Linked DNA regions of Mus musculus: regions 1 and 3 are each linked to region 2. A link is a contact called in public HiChIP or PLAC-seq data. All regions are on one chromosome and are shown on one strand. Each heading gives the region's core, a stretch centred on a gene start, on an enhancer-like site or on the middle of the called end of the contact. The rest is flanking DNA. Distances are from core to core; before and after follow the strand shown. Region 1 has its middle 5.6 kb from the start of Gm30701. Region 2 has its middle 51 kb from the start of Runx3. Region 3 has its middle 17 kb from the start of Gm16225.

Evidence for each region. HiChIP or PLAC-seq counts read pairs in DNA pulled down with a chosen protein or histone mark.
Region 1: an HNF4G HiChIP or PLAC-seq map of pancreatic cancer cells shows a contact between it and region 2. The contact joins two enhancer-like sites. A contact is called at or near these places in 14 of 39 promoter capture datasets (the C10 cell line, the HPC-7 cell line, cranial neural crest and 9 more), 3 of 484 Hi-C or Micro-C datasets (bone marrow-derived macrophages, embryonic stem cells and neurons), 12 of 115 datasets of contacts at active chromatin or transcription factors (bone marrow-derived macrophages, craniofacial prominence, embryonic basal ganglia and 5 more) and 1 of 9 other capture datasets (embryonic stem cells).
Region 3: a contact with region 2 is called in a CTCF HiChIP or PLAC-seq map of CD8 T cells, with 6 read pairs. The contact joins two enhancer-like sites. A contact is called at or near these places in 3 of 15 datasets of contacts at CTCF or cohesin (CD8 T cells, the NIH/3T3 cell line and large pre-B cells), 3 of 484 Hi-C or Micro-C datasets (bone marrow-derived macrophages, embryonic stem cells and natural killer cells), 4 of 115 datasets of contacts at active chromatin or transcription factors (CD8 T cells, bone marrow-derived macrophages, embryonic stem cells and 1 more) and 3 of 9 other capture datasets (adipose tissue, liver and pancreatic islet).

The regions. Positions count from the first base shown.
Region 1 is chr4:135,290,742-135,294,653 of GRCm38.p6, reverse strand. No RefSeq gene overlaps it. Among named protein-coding and RNA genes, the nearest start is that of Gm30701, 5.6 kb to the left of the region's middle. Within about 2 kb of position 1,908, at least 152 of the 459 cell types and tissues checked have an H3K27ac peak or open chromatin away from gene starts, as enhancers often do. A contact at or near this core is called in the HPC-7 cell line and pancreatic cancer cells, where this site is marked.
Region 2 is chr4:135,201,641-135,205,410 of GRCm38.p6, reverse strand. No RefSeq gene overlaps it. Among named protein-coding and RNA genes, the nearest start is that of Runx3, 51 kb to the right of the region's middle. Within about 2 kb of position 2,015, at least 161 of the 459 cell types and tissues checked have an H3K27ac peak or open chromatin away from gene starts, as enhancers often do. A contact at or near this core is called in CD8 T cells, the HPC-7 cell line, pancreatic cancer cells and 1 more, where this site is marked.
Region 3 is chr4:135,101,353-135,105,140 of GRCm38.p6, reverse strand. No RefSeq gene overlaps it. Among named protein-coding and RNA genes, the nearest start is that of Gm16225, 17 kb to the left of the region's middle. Within about 2 kb of position 2,195, at least 25 of the 459 cell types and tissues checked have an H3K27ac peak or open chromatin away from gene starts, as enhancers often do. A contact at or near this core is called in CD8 T cells and regulatory T cells, where this site is marked.

The DNA of each region.
Region 1 (3,912 bases), core at 659-3,158, 89 kb before region 2:
CAACAAACCAGAAGATTAAGTAGTTATATAAGAGGTAATAAAAAAGAAGGACCTGGGCTTGGAGAGCCGGCTCAGTAGTTAAGAGCACCAACTGCTCTTCCAGAGGTCCTGAGCTCAAATCCCAGCAACCACATGGTGGTTCACAGCCATCTGTAATGAGATCTGACACCTCCTTCTGGTGTGTCTGAAGACAGCTACAGTGTACTCACATATGACAATAAATAAATCTTAAAAAAAAAGGAGGAAGGAAGGAAGAAAGAAAGAAAGAAAGAGAGAAAGAAAGAAAGGAAGGAAGAGAGGCTAGAGAGATGGCTCAGTGGCTAAGAGTGTTTACTGCTCTCAAAGAGGACCTGAATTTGGTTCCTAGCACTCACTTCAGAGAGCCTACAACTGCCTCTAACTCTGGCTCTGGAGGTTCTGATACAGTTAACACATCCTGCAAATGTAAAAATAGTCCTTTATGTGCCAATAATAATGACTCAGGTTTAAAGTTTGAACCCATATGACCTTGGGTGGGCATCTTTCCTTCCCGTAGATATTTCCTGAAACTCTCCAAACAGAACTTGAAGCTGTTTACAGTTAAAGATAGCCTACCTTCCTGTATCCCTATGGGTTGGTTTCTACCTCATCAATCTTAATCCTGTCAGATGCTGCCTTGGGAACCACCCAGTGACCTCACCTAGGTTTCTTAGCAACCAAAACCCTACAACATCCTACACATGACCATTGAAAAACACCAGGGGCTGGGATACCCCCCCCATGAGGTGCCTGGGCCCTCGCTTGCTCTGTCTTATTCTTCCTTGAAAGTCCCAGACTCTTGGTCTCCGGTGTGTCTCCCATCCTCTGAGTGTCTCTCTTTCTCCCAACCCTCAGGCTTCAAATATCTCATTAAAATCTCTTTGCTTCATATTAGCTAGTCCTGAGATTCCTTTTAGCACCAGAGCCGTCCATTCCGGTTTCCTTGAGTCAAGGTGCCTAGAAAACTACTCTGACTGCTGCGGGTGACAGTGGAGAGCAGGGAACAGTCTCAAGGAGATGCCGCGTGTGGGGATTGATGGACACAGTGTCTCAATCGAAGCCCGAGGAACCTTATGTCTCCTGCTCTGAGCTTTGATCCAAGAGTAGTGGATATTGGTGGCTGCCATCAACATCTTGGAGACAAAGTGTCCTGGAGCTTGCAAAAGAGAGAGAGAGAGAGAGAGAGAGAGAGAGAGAGAGAGAGAGAGAGAGAGAGAGAGACTAAGCAGGGTTTGTTAGCTCAAACCTGCAATCTCTGCATTTGGGAAGGCTGTGAGACAGGAGGATGTTTGAGAGTCTGCGGCCATTAGAGCAAACTTCAGGACGGCCTGTAGTACAGAGTGAGAGTCTGCATCAATACCAAACCAAACCAAAAAGTAACAGATTGGCCATGTGGGCAGAGGCAGGAGGATCTCTGAGTTTCAGAGTCAATTCCAGGACAGCCATGGCTACGCAGAGAAACTCTGTCTTGAAAAAAAAAAGTAAAGAACAAAAACCTAAAATACAAAAAAGAAGAAGAAGAAAAAGGAGGGGAGGGGAGGGGAGGAGAAAAATCAGTCTCTACACCAGCCGCTTATGATTGGGTGAGCTCAGTCATGTGGTCTACCCTGGACCAATGACAGTGCCTGAAACCTCTGGAGCCCAAAGATGGGTAGGAGTGAGCCCACCCCACTTCCCCATAGAGGGCTGGAGGGAGGGGGAGTTTGTTGGGAAGCCCCAAGGGGCCTGTGGATGGAGCTTTGAGAGCTAGTGACCCTTGTGGGCTGGAGCTAGGGTGGGAAGAACCTCGAGTTACACAAACAACTTAAGCGGCAAGGAGCTGCCCTGCACTCTGTGCTGTGGATCCCCGGAGGAAGTGGTTTATTTGGACTGAGGGTGGAGGTGTGTTTGCCAGAGATCCCTGGAGGCCTGAAACCTGAAACCTGAGAAAGACACGGAGCGTGGAGCGGCAGGGGGAGTATGGGAACAGGGTCAGAGGGGACAGCATGAGCAAAGGTCTATGGGCTTCAAACGCCAAGGCAGCGGGGAGTCTAGAAGTTGACGCCAGCCTCAGAGCCAGAATTGAAGCTGGGGCGTGGCTCAGCTAGAAGCGTGCTTGCCTAGAAGCCCTGGGTTCAATCTCTAGCACCTCATATGACAGGGGTGTGTACAGGAGGATCAGAAATTCAATGACGTCTTCATTTTCAGGTGAATTTAAAGCTAGCCTGAGATATCCCCGTGAGCTGTCTTAAAACAAGACTCGAGAGAACTTCAGTTTATATGCTAAGGGGTGTAGCCCAAAGATAGAGTACCTGTACTGCTACGCAAAAATTCCTGAGTTCTATCATCCTTGCTGTCACCTCCATGTGAGAGGGGAGAGGGTAACAACAGGGAACATGGCTGAATAAGTCCTGTGACAGCTTTATCTACTTGGGAAAACTGTTATTCCCCATAGAGACAGGAAGGTTAGGTGATTTTTCTCAGCTACACATTGGGTGGAGCTGAGCTTCAAATCCGGGTGGCTCCAGGGGGACTCAGGTCCCCACCTTGGCAGTAGGAAGGAGAGAGTACTTAGTTGCTCACACCAGGCGGGGACACATCCGGTACACAAGGAAAGAACGCCCCAGTTTGTCTCTGAGAGCTGAGAAGAAGTAAGAGAGATGTGTAGGCAAATCTAAGACGCTGGAGATAGTGGCTCAGAATCGCTCATTGTTTCAGATACCAGGCCAGCAGGAGGGGGCTGTAGAGGCTCAGCTCAAGAATGTCAGCTGTGACTGGTGTGGCAGCTTGGCCTCAAGAACAGATTTTACTTTCCCATGAACTTGTCCTCAAGAAAAAAACAAGAAAATTCATTGTTGATAGCCCTCTGGGGGCTGGGGAGGTGGCTCAGTGGGCAAGCACTAGGACCTGAGTTCGAATCCCCAGCGCACACATAAAAAGTCAGCCTGATGGTGGGCACAGCACGGACAGGTGAGTCCCTGGAGCTCATTGGCTGGCCAGCTTAGCCAATCTGTGAGCTCTAGGTGCAGGGAGAGCTTTTCTCTCAGAAAATAAGATGGAAAGCTGGCAAGATGGCTTAGCAGGTAAAGACACTTGCTGCCAACCTGTATGACCTGGGTTCCACCCCCCAAAACTCACATGGTGGAAGGAAGAACAGGCTCCTTTTGGCCTCCTCAGGGGTACCATGTCAGGTATGTGTGCAGACACTCAAGTGGAAACTTAAGGGTTCTTTGGAAAGTCGATTGGATGGTGGTTTGCTGGGGCAAACACGTGAAGGAACATTTCGTTAAAGTGGACACAGGTGTGAAAGGCTAAGGCAGACTCGGGGAGGAACGTTTCGCTGAAGCAGACACAGGAGACAGGATGTTCAGCTAAGGCAAGCACATGAAAGGACACGTGATGAAGGACTCTTTGCTGACAACATGAACTTATTGGTCCGCCTTACATTGCATAGTTGAGCTGCATTTGTCAGGACACCATAGAGAAAAACACACCCAAAAACTTATGGTGTGTGCTGCAGTTTCTTGCCTCCGCTTCCATACACTTGGGCTGACTGGCAGAGTGATGTCAGCTGAGGCAAGGCCTGTGCTGAGTCAAGGGAGGTGTAGGAGAACTTCTGGTGTCCTTCCAGGTCCCCCCTGCTGACTTGAGCGGAGGCTGAGGCCTGGCTGTCTCTGCTAGGTCATGCCGCTGCTATTGCTAACCTGATTCTACTGAGCTGGACTGCTGGTGTATCTGTGAGGTGTGTGTGAGTGGGTTGAGCTGTTGCTGCCTGCTAACCTATGAACTGAACTGCCGATTTCCAGACCACACAGAAGGGATTTGCTCCAAAGAACCTTTCTAAACAGGCCCACTTCCCCCATATCCTTTCTTTCCCACTACCTCTGGTGGGTGGTGGGCTAAAAGGGAAGTTAA
Region 2 (3,770 bases), core at 766-3,265:
GCTGCGCTGCGTGCTCTGGCTCAGTGGGGTGTGGAAGAGGCTGGTCCTGTTCAGTCCGACAGGGATTTTAGGTCTGGGGAAAGCAGGAGGATTAGAGGAGGCTTGGGACACCTGAATCCCAGCACTTGGAGGTTGGGGGGAGAATTGGGAGGTCAATGCTGGGCAGTGGTGGCTCATGCCTTTAATCCCAGCACTTGGGAGGCAGAGGCAGGCGGATTTCTGAGTTCCAGGACAGCCTGGTCTACAGAGTGAGTTCCAGGACAGCCAGGGCTATACAGAGAAACCCTGTCTCAAAGAAACCAAAAAACAAAAACCAAAAACCAAAAACCAAAAAAAAAAAAAAAAAAAAAAAAAAAAAGCCCGAATTGGGAGGTCAGCCTCTGTTGGGCAGAAACTCCTTCAAAGCATCCAAACAATTTTGCCCCAGGCTGGGGAGATGACACAGTGGATAAAGTGCTAACAAATGGATCTGGGTAGACATGGCAACCCTGGGGAGGTGAAGACTGAGGTCTCTGGGTAAGCTGGCTAGATGACACTAGCCCTCCATCGTTAAGCCCAGGGTTTAATTGACAGAGCCTACTTTTATGAACAAGATGGAGGACAATGGAGGCAGATCTATCAACCTTGGGACGTCACAGACACGCCTACAGCCTACATATGCCCACTCGTACAGATGAGAACACACACACCCCATGACCTCACACCACATCTGTATGCTAACAGAAAAATGTTTTGCCTCCTCTTTAAAAGTTAAAAAACAAACAAACAAACAAACAAACCAAACCAAACCAAACCTGCTCCCTATTCCTACAGATCCTTCTGGGACTCAGGGGTCCCTGCAGGAACCTCGAGGTCACCTGTTTTGCAGTTTTGATCGGGAAATGTGAATAACTGTAAACACAGACCATCCCAAGTTCCCAGCCCGGGATCAGTTTTGCCACTGCCACTGGCAGTTGGTTTTTGAAGGGAAAATCCAGCAGGGCTCTGCCGTCACATTTGAACTTGACATTCTACACCTGCTTTTCCTTATCTGATGTCAAGTAGAAATCAATCATGACAGCAGGAAGCTGGATTGTCTCCAGCGTCTGTGTGACAAGGATGGCCAAGGCCGGAGTTCCTTGCCAGAGAGGGACTGCAGGGGGTTAGTGCTGATCTGGTACAAACCCTCGAGGCTCAATGGGGGCAGGATGGGGGTGGGGTGGGTGGATGGGGGCCGTAGCTATGGGGCCACACCTGTATCTTTATCCTCTCCTGCCAGATTTTACGGGTCTCTCCAGCTCTGGGGTAGCACAATGCCACTCGCCAGGCGCCAGGCCACAGGCAATCCTTGACACCCAGTGTCCATTTCAGGTTAAAACACATCTGTATGGGGCAGCCTGATGCTTTCCCAGTATCAGTGTCGTGGCTAGATGTGACTAAACAGAGACATTGGGTTTTTCTGTCTTCCACAAGCATCGGGAATAGCAAGGGAGAGCAATGTAAATAGAGACAGGCAGGCAGTGCAAGCCAGGCTTGAGGCTGATTCACGAACGCGCCGCTACGGACACCCTCACAGACATTTACCCAACCAACCTCAACTGACCCATGAAGGAACTTTGCAGAGAGAAAAAGACAAAGGGTGAAGAAGAAAGAGTACCGCTGTTTTGTTTTATTTGTTTTGTTTTATTTTATTTTTATTGCTTAGGCGATGACGAAAGTCTTTCTGCTCACTGAGAATGTTTGGAAAGCACCGGAAGCAAGAGGCTTGGCAGCAGCCCCACCCCCACCCTCACCCCTACCCCCCACCCTGAGTTGCGACTGGCCCTCGGGGACAGCCTACTGCGGTGTGTCTCCAGCCTGTTGACTAGGGGTTTCTTTTCCTGTGAGGGCGGCAGGGCTTTATTCTCTGTCACTAGTCGACTATGTTGCAAGTATCTCCGCGTCATCTGGAACTCTAGATTTTGGTCAGATCCCCTCCCTGCTCGCCTGTCCCACGATGAGCAGGGCTCGGTTGTTTCCAGCTCTCATGGTGACACATTTAGTCACAGCCGGAGGGTGATGTCGTTGAGCACGCATCTGGGGCTGTACTCCGTGTATGGAGTGCAGAGGAAATATGCAGAAATGGGAAATGAAAGTGTGAGAGTATGTGGGGGGGGGGGCATTGGCTGGGGCGGGGAGTGTTCCACCAGCATAGCCTTAGGAAACAGATTAAGAAATGTGAACCACCTTTAATCCCAGCAGGCAGAGGCAGGCAGATCTCTGAGTGTGAGCACAGAGAAACAGTCTCAAAACAAACAAACAAACAAACAAACAAACAAACAACCCAAAACCCCCAATAAACAAACAGACAAAAATAAAAAAGAAAGACAGACAAAGAGAGGAAAAATGTGAACAAAATGGAGCTGTTTTAAGGCTTTTGATAGGTACTATGGGGGTGGGGTGGGGGTGGGGGTGGGGGTGTGTCTTGCTCCATTCCATTGCTCTCAGCTTCAATGGAAACCACGCTCCTGCGGCTGAGCAATGTCCACAGGCCCAGCCATTTTTTTTTTAACTTTCCATTGTTTCTTGGCTAGTATCTTATCCACTGGCATCTTGTTTTCGACTAACTTTCTTGTGTTCTTTCTAAGTTAATGACTTGAGAGAGTTTGTTTTTTTTTTTTTTTTAATTCTTATCAGTATTGCGTGTGCGAGCACACACTCCAGCACACGTGTGGCAGTCAGGAGACAACTTTTGGGAGTCTTTTCTTCTTCTTCTTCTTCTTCTTCTTCTTCTTCTTCTTCTTCTTCTTCTTCTTCTTCTTCTTCTTCTTCTATAAGTTCCAGTGACCAAACTGGAGTCTTCAGGCTTTGACAAGTGTGACAAGTAGCTTGATGTATGTCACCAGCCCTGGTTCTAGTGTTCTCTTTGTGGTATGTGTTTTTCTTTAGTTTTGCTTGTTTTAATTCTCTCTCTCTCTCTCTCTCTCTCTCTCTCTCTCTCTCTCTCTGTGTGTGTGTGCGCACATGCATGTGTGTTGCTGTGGATCAAACGTGGGGTCTCACATATGCTAGACAGGCCCCGTCTTCTGAAGCTGCATCCCCAAACTTGTGGAGCGTTTTTATTTTTGCAGTGCAGTTCTGTGGTTTCTTCCACAGATTTGAAGCTTCGAGAACCCTCTACCTGTTTGGGTCAGGAGGACCAGAAGTGCTTAGGTGAGGAAACTGAGGGACTTGCCTTGCAGGTGCACGGTGGACTCGACTGGTACTTGGGACACCACCGGGGACAGCTCTTCAGCCCAGTCTGTGGCATCGCAGTAGAGAGAGGCTACTGAGGACTGTGGGCAAGGCGACCATAATCATGGAGGGGCTGCCAGTCAGTCAGTGTTCTTGCTATGACAGCTGACGGCTGCGGCGCTGGACTCCCAGCAGAAGCCACGTGGCACAGCTGCGGCGCGCTGGACTCCCAGCAGAAGCCACGTGGCACCGACTGTGGGGAGCGGAGGTTTTGGCTCCAGGCCAGTTAATCATCCTCTCCACTGTAGCACAGCTTGCGGGATTCCAGGTTGATGCTCTGCAGGGCTCCTGACCCAAGGGCACCAGGAAGAATCCCCAGGTCCACAGTCCCCTATTCTCCCTCTACAACTGTGCGCTGCCGGTCAGGCCGCCATCTTCCTCCCCTCTGCCTGGTGTGGCTGCACTCTAGGCCAGGCTGGACCATGAGGCTAGAACCGCTCTGCCTTCTTGCTCAGTGAATCAGGCAAGTCTTCATAGGGAGTCTCTGTGAAGGATGCTCCGGGCAGCAGCCTTGTTAG
Region 3 (3,788 bases), core at 946-3,445, 100 kb after region 2:
CCATTTTCTCAGTGGCCTTTTCTGGCTCAAGGCCAAGGTTTCTCCATGGTCTTTTCCTTGTTGTTGGTAGTGGTGTTGGTTTTGTGAGGCAGAGTTTCTCTGTGTAGCCCCTGGCTGTCCTGGAACTTGCTCTGTAGATCAGACTGACCTCAAACTCACACAGATCCACCTGCCTCTGCCTCCCGAGTGCTGGGTTTAAAGGCGTGTGCACCACCATGACTTGGTTGTCCCGGTGATCTTAGCTTTTGTCCTGCCAGTGTTTTTCAAGGGACAGAACACAACAGAGATCCCAGGCCTAGCTCTGTCTGGAGAGTCAGTATACAGCCCTGAACTGAGTTATGAGTCCACTTCCAAAGCCCGAGAGGAATCCATGTGGCCAGTGTCACATGGGCACATCTGGGACACCAACACATCTGGGACACCAGCAATCCCCACTAGGGAGTCTTGATGTCATTTCCAAAATCAGGTAGAGGCTGAGGCTGTCCACACGCTGGCCCCCTGCAGAGAGCTCATTGGATGGCTCTGAAGTGGACAACTAAGAGCCCTCCTCTTCCTCCTCCTCTATCTACCTGAAACCACCCTGCTTCATAGAGCAGCCCAGCCCTGTCTCAAGCACTTCTGACTTTGCTTTCCAGCCTAACCTTCCAGGGCCCCTCTCTCGGCCCTGCTCACTCCAACCCCAGGGCTTTCACTTCTACCAGCTCTTCCAGCAAGCCCTTCCTCCCACCATCCTGTGGGAAGGGGACCAGGTTTCTGTGGGCATATACACCTGCCTGTGAGCTCCGGGACAGGGAGGGACCTGTTGTTGTTCTGGGTCCACCTACACAGATGGTGGGAGATACTGGAGAGTGAGGAGATGCTGAATAAAGACATCGAAGAAGATGGAGGAGGAGGAGGAGGAGGAGGAGGAGGAGGAGGAGGAGGAGGAGGAGGAGGAGGAGGGACATTTACAAAGTGGAAACTGGCTGACTTGACACTGCAAACCAGGGCTCATACTCTCTGCATCCCACTGCTTGGAGCCCGTGTCTAGCCCTATCTCTTACTAGCTGTGTGTCCTTGCTCTAGGGGACAGCCCGGCTCCCCCAGTCTACCCAGCTCATGTGCTACCCACCCCGGAAGCGTCTCCCGAGTCTCATGCTGATGCCCAGATGAGATTTGCTTTCACACCTGCCTCACCCTCTGCTGCTCTGATTCCAGGAAATACACCCAGCTCCCCCACTCTCTTCCATCCCTTGTCCCCAACCTTTCTCTGGCTTGAGGACTTAGGGACTATGAATAAAAAGGGCTAAAGGCCTCTGAAACACACCTGTGACCTCCCCCACCTGAAACACCAGCAGGGGACAAGGACAAGGCTCCTTCTCAAGCACCAGGCATAGGGAGACAGACTTCGGGGTTCTCTAGGGAAGGAGGGAACATTCGTGGAGTGCCTGTTTGTACAGGTGCCTCAGACATACTCTGAGTTTATTTTTCCAACAGCTGGATAAGTATTTGTCTAATAACATAGAGGTAAGAAAACAGGCACAGAGAGGTAAAGTAACAGGGTTAAGATCACACAGCTATTAAGAGAAATGAGAGAGACAGAGACAGAGAGACAGAGACAGAGGGGAGGGGGGAGACAGAGAAAGACAGAGATGGGGGGAGAGAGAGAGAGAGGAGGGAGAGAGAGGAGGGGGAGACAAAGAGAGAGGAGAGAGAGAGAGAGAGAGAGAGAGAGAGAGGAGGAGGGAGAGAGAGAGAAAGAAAGAGATGAGTTGCAATGTCTACTAATTTCTGTGGTGTAAATATTCTCACCAAAACTGTGTACAAACTACCACAGTTAGGTCTGCAGACTCTAGAAGACACTTTATCACAGCTGGTTGTAACTGGCATTGGGGACCCAGACTCCCCATTTAAGTTTGTCTCCCAGCCTAGCTCGGGAAAGTGAGTGAATGGCAGGCTGATGTCGCAGGTTCTAGAATGTGGATCCAAATGACTTTGGGGCCAGTCCCCAGGGCTTTCTCTTGTCCCAGAGCTGTGCTTAGTATATCTCCATCTTCCCTCCACCTTCACCTCACAGGCCTCTTCCCTCTAGAATATTCCCTCTGCCTTAGGAAGCTTTTCAAAGACAGCTGGTTGAAAAACAACTCACACAGACAGACTCTACAGGTTTCCCCCCTCCCTCTTCAGAGAACAGGACGTGAGCCGGCCAGGGTGAAGCTTCCGGTGTGAGATGATGTGTGGGCTTTCTGAGCAAAACAAGGGCCAGGCTGTGGTCCTGAAGGAACTGAGGCCACAGTCACCTGGAATTGAGCCTCGGGCAGGACAACCCTGGGAAGCTCAGGCTGCCCCTGCCCTCCCTGGGGACAGGTTTTCTGGCCAGGCACAGAATGTTCCCCCACACACCACAGTTGCGCCCCATTTATTGAGACCTTTGCCACAGGCCACCCTGACCCTACCCAGTCCTGGCTTCTGTGGTCTCTTTCTGGAATGGGTGTGACCCAAGAATCCCTGGCTCCGTCTCTGGGAGCCTCAGGTTCCTTATCTCTGAAATGGAAACGAGAATGTAGACTTTGGGGTCTTGCCGGCCGGCGGAGCTTCATGTAAATGGCACACCCCACAGGATGTCCGGCAGGCTGGAAGTGGCAAGGTGACATTAGTGACCAGTCTGGTATGGACACTAGCTGACGTCTGTTTGGGTACTTAGTGGCCGGTGACTCACTGAGGCTCTCTGGAGGGAAATTTTCAAGTGTTAGCCGAAGGGGGCTTCAGCAACTTACCTAAGCTATTTGTGCCTCAGTTTCCCAATCTGTAAAGTAGAGGCATGAGCCCATGGATTAGTATAAGTCAAGTGCTCAGAACCACACGTCGTGGCCTGTGGCACTTAATTAATGGCAGCTAGAGGTCTTATCATTAATTTGACAGCTCATGACAGTTGCACACCAGAACATGCGGTTTTGTTATTAACTTGTGGTGTGCCTTTGATGGGGACAATCCACAGTATGTTTTCCTGGAGGCTTCATCCTCCAAGGCCCTAGTGTCACCCACGTCTGCATTTGTGACTTGGGCTAGAACAGACCCAGCATGACAGGACAACTGTCACTATCACCCATAGTTTCTAGATGGAGGGACACTTCTCAAGCATCTCTGAAGCCACCTGTTGGGATAGGCACCCCACCCACAGGTCCACTCTATCCCCAGATCTGGTGGACCTGGCCACACCTCCACGCACCTAACCCAGGCTTGCCACTCAAGGCTTCCTGAGCCCTGGCCACTGACAGAGATTGGCTCTTCCAGCTGGGCATGTGACACAGTGGAATTAGCACTTTGGCTCCATCAACTGCCACATTCAGGTCTTCTGCCTGCCCAATGTCACCCCTAGCCAGCACGACTCCCACCTACTACAGACATAAAATAAGAAGTCTGTCTCCTGGCCCTGGTTCTGGGACCGGCCATCTCTGCCCACACCACCCCTCCCCCACACAGCGACCTTGGGGAGCCTGCCACACAGAAGCAGATGCTTTCCACATGACCAGTATTGAGGGACTATGTTCCTTCCTCCTGAAACAATTTTGCTTCTAGAGCCATTTTACAGATTGGAAAACTGAGGCAAAAACTTCACAATGAATCCTGCTGTGTTGGGGGATCCTTTGTGCTACTTACAATACTGCCCTGCTGAACAGGGTACATGCCTATCCCTCTCAGACAGGGTCTCGAGGGTGGTGAGTCCTGGCTTGCCGTGTCCACCTCCTGGTTGATTCTGGTTCTCAGGAGAGAGAAAGGGGTTCCCGTCTCACGTCAACTCTCATGTG